Linked DNA regions of Mus musculus: region 1 is linked to region 2. The links are chromatin contacts, called in public HiChIP or PLAC-seq maps. All regions are on one chromosome and are shown on one strand. The core of a region is the stretch at or near the end of the contact, and the rest is flanking DNA. Distances in the headings are between cores, read along the strand shown.

Evidence for each region. HiChIP or PLAC-seq counts read pairs in DNA pulled down with a chosen protein or histone mark.
Region 1: an HNF4G HiChIP or PLAC-seq map of pancreatic cancer cells shows a contact between it and region 2. The contact joins the promoter of Onecut3 here to the enhancer-like site in region 2. A contact is called at or near these places in 21 of 39 promoter capture datasets (the 3T3-L1 cell line, 3T3-L1-derived adipocytes, the C10 cell line and 14 more), 3 of 15 datasets of contacts at CTCF or cohesin (CD8 T cells, the NIH/3T3 cell line and large pre-B cells), 42 of 484 Hi-C or Micro-C datasets (B cells, the C2C12 cell line, CD4 T cells and 25 more), 28 of 115 datasets of contacts at active chromatin or transcription factors (the 230-238 cell line, CD8 T cells, the SCID.adh cell line and 19 more) and 3 of 9 other capture datasets (adipose tissue, macrophages and pancreatic islet).

What each region holds. Positions count from the first base shown.
Region 1 is chr10:80,492,645-80,496,165 of GRCm38.p6, reverse strand. It overlaps Onecut3 (one cut domain, family member 3), which reads right to left and starts at 1,260. Exons shown (of 2, transcript NM_139226.3): 1 at 1-1,260. The coding sequence starts at 1,158.
Region 2 is chr10:80,460,183-80,463,658 of GRCm38.p6, reverse strand. No RefSeq gene overlaps it. Among named protein-coding and RNA genes, the nearest start is that of Gm40716, 13 kb to the left of the region's middle. Within about 2 kb of position 2,103, at least 11 of the 459 cell types and tissues checked have an H3K27ac peak or open chromatin away from gene starts, as enhancers often do. A contact at or near this core is called in the C2C12 cell line, embryonic fibroblasts and pancreatic cancer cells, where this site is marked.

The DNA.
Region 1 (3,521 bases), core at 11-2,510, 33 kb before region 2:
CTGGAACTCCGGCTCCTGCAGCCACTTCCACATCCTGCGGAAGGTCTCGCGGCCGGATTTGAGCTTGCTCCAGGGCTTCGGGTTGCGCAGCAGGTCGGAGAGCGTGCCCTGCGAGCGGCACAGGATGCGCTGCGCGAAGATGGCCTGCGGGATGCTGTAGCGCTTCAGCTCGGCGGTGATGCGCTGGGCCACCTCTTTGGTGTTGATCTCTTCGGCTGCAGCGCCGGCTCCCGGGCCGCCGCTGCCGCCGCCAGCGCCACCGCCCCCTCCGGGGCCACCGCCGCCTGAGTGAGGCCCGTGCGCCCCGGCCGCAGCCAGCCCGCCCAGCGGAGCCAGCAAACCCGCGGCCGCCCCGCCGGCCGCCCCGCCGCCTCCCGCGCCGCCGCCGCCTCCAGGCAGCCCTCGGGCCAGCGCGTCCTCTGCGCGCCCCAGAAGCGCCGCGTGTGGCTCGAAGGCGGCAGGTGGCAGTAGTTTGTCCCCGGCCAGGTGGCCCGGAGCCCCGTAAGCGGCGAGCGGTGGCGGCGGCGGCGGCTGCGGGGCGCTGTGCAGAGCGGGGGGCAGCGCGCTGGGCAGCGGCGACAGTGGCGACCCCATGGTGGGCAGCTCCTTGCCATAAGGCCCGTAGAGGTGGCCCACCGAGGCCAGCGCCGCCCGCTCGTCGCGCATGAGGGTGAAGCTGCCGCTCACGCTGGCCGCCAGGCGCTGCGGAGGGGGCGGTGGCGGCGCGGTGGCCGGGTGAGGGTGAGCGTGTGGATGGCCTCCGTGCGCCCCAGCCACCGCGTGCTGGTGGAACTTATCGGCCACGGCGGCCAGCGGCGGCAGGTGCTGCAAGGGCGTGAGCGTGGTGTAGGTGCCACCCAAACCTGGGGCCTCGCACGCCATACCCATGGCCGGGTGCAGGGGGCCAGCCAGCTCCCCACGGAAGTCAGGGCCACCACCCGCGGCCCCTGCAGCCCCCGCGCCCCCGGCGCCCCCGCCCCCGGCGCCACCACCGTCCAGCAGGCTAGCCATGCCGGCCACCAGGCCTGGGCGCCCCGATGCCACTAGGCTTCGGTGTTGGGCCGCGGCGGAGCGCGCGTGGCCCGGGCTCAGCAGCTCGCCGGCTTGCGCGTGTGTCACCCCGTGCAGCCCCCCGAGGCTCTCCAAGCTCAACTCCATCCTGGGTGTCCTCTTCGTGTGTGCTCAAGGCCGCAGCATGGTCCCCACGCACTGGCCGACGCTCCTGGTGGCGGCGGCTGCTACTGTCCCGCTTGTTCAGTGCTCTCGCTCGGCTTCGGCTGCTGCGAGCAGCGGCCACCAGGATGTGGCGGGGCGGCCGCCGCCGGCGCCCCGGCCCGGGTCTGACGTCAGCGCCCCCGCCCATCGCTCCGCCTGCACCCGCCAAACCCCTTGGAGCACCAGGCTGGCTTCTTGGGTCTCCCCATTCTCCTTGCCCTGAGAAGAACCTGAGGGATTGGGGTGGGGGACCGCTAGTCCTGGCTCTGTGTGAGTGTGAGTGAGTGTGTGTGTGTGTTCTCATATCAGCGTCTTTGATTCTCTGTCCTGTACATTCCCCCTTCTGCCCCTACCCGCCCCCAGTTCCTGAAGTGTGGCTACAAACGCCCCCCAACTCTGTTGACACTCTCAGAAAGATGGGCTGTTTTCCCCGTATGCACACAAAGATTTCAAAACCTCTTTTGGGATGAAGTGGGGCTATTAGTAGGTCCCCAGAACAATCACACATTGGCCTCAAGCACAAGGAAAAGCAGGCATTTGGGCATTTGGGCCTCTGTTTCTTCAATTGTGCAATGTAATTGCCCTGCAGAAATCTTTCTTAACAGGGACTTTAGTGGTTTTTAGGCCCAGGATTGGGAAGACAGAGGCAGGTGGATCGTTAATTTGGAGGCTAGCCTGGTCTATGTAGCAAGTTCCAGTCAGGCAAGGGCTTTATAGTGAGTCTTTGCATCAAAGCAAACATAAATTCCTCCAAGGTCCGGTGTAGTGGCACATGCCTTTAATCTCGGCACTTGGGAGGCAGAGGCAGGTGGATTTCTGAGTTCAAGGTCAGCCTGGTCTACAGAACTGGATTCAAGGACAGTCAGGGCTACACATGGAAAAGATGACAGAGAGGGGGGGAAGAGAGAGGGGAAAATTCCTCCTAAGTCCCGTGTAATTGGCTACTTCCTGTCCCCAATATCTCTGGGGTCTAAGGATGTCTTGTCTGAGACTGGTCATCTCTAGACCAGCTTGGGTTTGGGGTTTTTTTTTTTTTTTCAGACTGAGATAGCTAGCCTAGGATCTCTCTCTCTCTCTCTCTCTCTCTCTCTCTCTCTCTCTCTCTCTCTCTCTCTCTCTCTCCCTTTCCCACCTGCAGACAGTGAAGGGGGACAGAAGGGGTACATGGATGGCACCCTACAGGCACAAAGCACCTGGGAACAAGACCCCTTGGGTTTGTGGAGAAGAGATTACCGATTACCAGGGTGGCCATGCCAGACTCTGGGGGGACCTTGTGTTAGGAGGGTGTCTTCACTCAGCCTCAGCCCCTGCCTCCCTTGCCCTGCTCACTGCCAGGGAGGGTTATTGGCATTTGTTCTGGAGCTTGAGTCACCCATGGGCTCTGACGCTCACTCAAGGGATGCCCCCACCAATGGCTTGGGCTATCAGGCTGGAAACAAAGCAAACCAAGAATCTGATGTCCACAGTGCACTGGCTGTGTGACAGGCGTGGTGGTCCATGCCCGGGGCTGCACAGATCCTTTTCTGTTCCTCATTTTCCCCTTTCATGCTGCCCCCCCCCCCCCAGAGAAGAGGATCTTGGAGGAAAGTGAGTGGCATTGTATATGAGCCATTAAGGGGGGGGGTACACAGAGGTCCCTCTCCCAAATCCTTGGGTGGACAGGGCTGAAGGGACTGTTTCAATGTGAACAAGTCAGCATTTATTAAGCTCCAGCTGTTTAACAGTCCTAGAGAGGGAAGAGATCCAGAGCCTATCACTTCTTGCCTGTTGCCATCTTGGTCTCCTGGTTGGGGGTGGGGGTGGGGATAGTGGGGAGTAAAGACTGCAGAGGGGGCCATTAGGGTGAAGCTTGCAGGAGTGGGTACTTTTACCCATCCATCTCCCCCAAGGGGCAGAAGCCTTGGGGTCTTCTGATTTGGGGAGCCTGGACAATTTGGGGCCACAGCCATCTTCCAGATAGAGGAACTGAGGCACACAGAGTGTCTGTTGCACCACTGGGGTTTCCTCCCCAGTGACAAAGAGCTGGGGACAGTTGCTATGGCCAGGATCAGAGTCAAGTCTGCAGTCCCCAAGTCTATCCTACAACATCACAGATAATTAAAAATAATCGTGGGGTGTGGAAATCAATCCACCACCGTCAACCGATAGCATTCAGAGCTCTAGAAAGCAAAGAGCTACAGGGGTTGACTGGGTGTTTAAAAACAGAAAAACAAAAGATGACCATAAACCCTTTCAAATACCAGCCACCCCGGGATTCCTGGGCAGAGGGTTGGGATGATGCAGTCCCCTGCCTTCATTTTTTTTGT
Region 2 (3,476 bases), core at 854-3,353:
GATTCATGGATAGGAGTGGCCCCTGTATCTTGATATGCAGAATTCCCACTCCTGTTACTTCTAAACTATTCTGGAATTGTCCTCTGTGCCAATTCTTTTTCATACTTTATGTTAATTTTCTTTTTTTTTTTTTTCCGAGACAGGCTGGCCTCGAACTCAGAAATCCACCTGCCTCTGCCTCCCAAGTACTGGTATTAAAGGTGTGCACCACCACACCCGGCTTTATGTTAATTTCTAATTAGCAGATCTGTGTTCCTCTAAGACAGTATCTTCCTTCTGCAACCTAGTTTAGCCTGGAACCCAGAGTAATCCTCCTGCTGCAACTTCTCAAATTTTGAGATGACTCACGCATATCACTGTGTTTTGCTAACATATTTGTAAGCTGATATATCATTTTTAATCAAATAATTTCTTCTATGATATCGAGTTCTATGTGTTATATTTCAGTATGGAGCATTCCACTGCTGAGCCACAAATATTCCAGTCCTACTGATCTTAAGTGTTCTTTCCATACTGAGAAACAGTCCTTTATCAAAACTGTTACACACACACACACACACACACACACACACACACACACACTTTTTATTTCACAATAATATACTTTAAAAAAGAGTTGTGAAGACAATAGAGGGATTCTATCCATCTCCTACCTTTCTGCCCTCCACCACCGACCCATCTATCCACCTACCCACCCATCCATCTACCCATCCACCCACTCATCTATCCACCTATCCATCCATCCATCCATCCATCCATCTATCCATCCATCCATCCATCCACTTTTCCTCATATTTCTGTCTATGTCTGTGAAACAATCGACCCAGATTATTTTACCCCTGACCTCCACTGAGGATGATGGGAAGAGACCCTAGGTCCTCTGCCATGTGCTCTGGAGGCTCCAAGTGCCTGTGATAAGCAGAAATGGGCCCCGATGTGATGGCTGTCACAGAGCAGCAGAGTCTGTCACCCCACTAGTAGGAGCTCTGCTTTTTGGAACCAAGGATCCAACCTGATATTTCACTGCAAGCAAGTTCAAGCTCTATGTTGCTTTAAAACAGACATTTTCAGTCACGTGTGGAGCACACACCTGTCACCTCAGCATTTGAAGGCTGATGCAGGAAGATCTTGTATTCTAGGATAGACTGAACTACAGGGTTAGCGCTGTCTCAAAAACAAAATCTGGGCTTGGAGGGCTACAACGTGCCTGTAATTCTAGCCACTTGGGAGGTGGAGGCAGGACAGTGGCTGTGAGTTGGGGTCTAGCCTGGTTGGTTCCAGACTGCCCTATGTGACTAACCCCTTAAAAAATCAAAAATAAAAGCAAATCTATTTTTCAGATGTACTCAGGGTGGTTTGTCAGCAAGTGCCCTGGTGACTTGTGATGGGGGATGGCAAACTGGAGGCTGCGTGAGTGTATCTGAGAGGGGTGAGGGCTCAAAGGACAGACAAGGTGTCAGTCACCATGGTGAAGACCTGGGTTCCAGGCCTCATGCTGAGCACCCACCAGACAGCTCAACCTCATGGGATCCCCAGCTTCAGTGAAGCATTATGTCTTCAAAAGCAAGGAAGGGGTGGCAAGAGGGCACAGCAGGGGCTTGCAGCCAATCCTGGCCACCTGAGTTCAATCCCCAAGACTCCAAGACTGAAGGAGAGCACCAACCATGGGCAAACTACCCTTTCATCTCTCTCTCTCTCTCTCTCTCTCTCTCACACACACACACACACACACACACACACACACACACAAAACACAATAAATAAATGTAATTTTTATAGTAAAAAACTCAAAACTAGGAGCAACAGAAACACTCATGACATCACCTCTGGCTTCCATTCACATGAACATTCTCACAAAATAAAATCAAACGGAGACAGCACTTACTTGCAAGCGTGCCCCTTGGGGCTTTGACTGGACTCTCTGGCCTCATGGGTTTTGCTCAATGAGATACATTGGGGTTCAGTCCAAAGGATCCCCCTGGACACACTGTTCTATCAGCAGTTCTATAGAGCCTCACCCCTCGCTCCAGGCAGAGTCTCCTGTTAGCCCCGGTCTCTCTAGATGGCCATCTACTTCACTGTGGGTTCCTCAGACCACAGACTGGTGCAGCCAAAACCACAGAGCAGGGATTCCCGGGAAGCCAAGACCATGAGGTAACAGATGGGTCTTCATGGATGCGAACCCGGAAGAACCCCTACCACAGGGGCCTTCATTTCCCTCAGCTTCGGGGCTTCCTGCCTGCCAGGGGGGTCCCTCACCTCCTGAGCCTCAGCCCTCGGGAGGAATTTTCTAGAGATCTCAGCTTCTCCTTCAGGGTCCAAGAAGCACAAGGAAGAAGACAGACTCGGCTGGTCCCTGAGCAGTGCTGAATACCTGAAACCTCAGTATTTGGAAGGCTAATGCAGGGGAATTGCTGTGAGTTCCAAGGCCATTCTGGGCTACAGAGTGAGCCCATGCCTCTGCAAACCAAAACAACAAAAGACAGGAAAGAGGGGAAAAAATGAGCCAGAAAGATACACAGTGAAGGGGGGAGGGAGGGAGAAGCCGGGAGAACCTTCCAGAACTCTCAGAAGCCAGACACCCTGTGTGGGCAGCCTGCAGTTGATCTGGCCACAGCACATTTGCCTGACCAGCTACTGATCTGCTGTGGCCGAGGTGGAGTACCACTGGGACGGGCCACGCAGCACTGGCCTCAGGTTCTCCCCACCTGCGGATATTTCTGTCTCTGTGATCTGTGATCCTCTGGGAATTGCCACCACTCAGAGAACACAGCCCTGTCAGCATGCTGGGTTGCTCCCAGTCTCTACCCCAACCTCTCTGATCACCCAAAAGAAGCCTCAGAGACTCCACTCTGACAGGATGTAGGGATAGAGGAATGCAGCTCCCAGTGGGATATGTTTGTCCTGGGACTTGAAAGCCTGGGACTTACCCTGGGTCTGTCTAGGGCAAGCTCAGTCCTCAGAACCAGACAGAACTGGATCCCAAGCCTACCTAGCTTGCCCTGGTCAAGCTTCATGTTCAGTCATGTGAAAGGGGACAGTCCCCATGCCCTGTGCCTTGGCAGGAGGCTGCTAGTTTGGCATACACCGACTGCACTGACCCTAGTCCAGGCCTTCCCACATCTTTGTATAACAGACCCATGTCCCTGAAGAGGGTCCAAGGGTTAAAAGTGAAGGAGACCGGTGTCTCCAGGTCTAGAATGCTGAGTCAGCTTGTTTGTTGGGCCCAGCTCAGAAGAGAACCTGCTATACACCACGTGGCACGTCTGGATTATTTTGTAAATGAGATCTCTGAACTGAGTAACTACAAACCCCTTCCCCACCATTAGCACCAGGTGCAACCGTGCGCCCTGTTATCTCAGTACTCAGAGGCTGAGGCAGGGCAGTCTCAGAGATAGAGGCCAGTCTGAGCTACAGAGTTAGGTCCTGGGTCAAACAACATCAATAATATATTTTTAAAAATAAGAGGCTTGCTG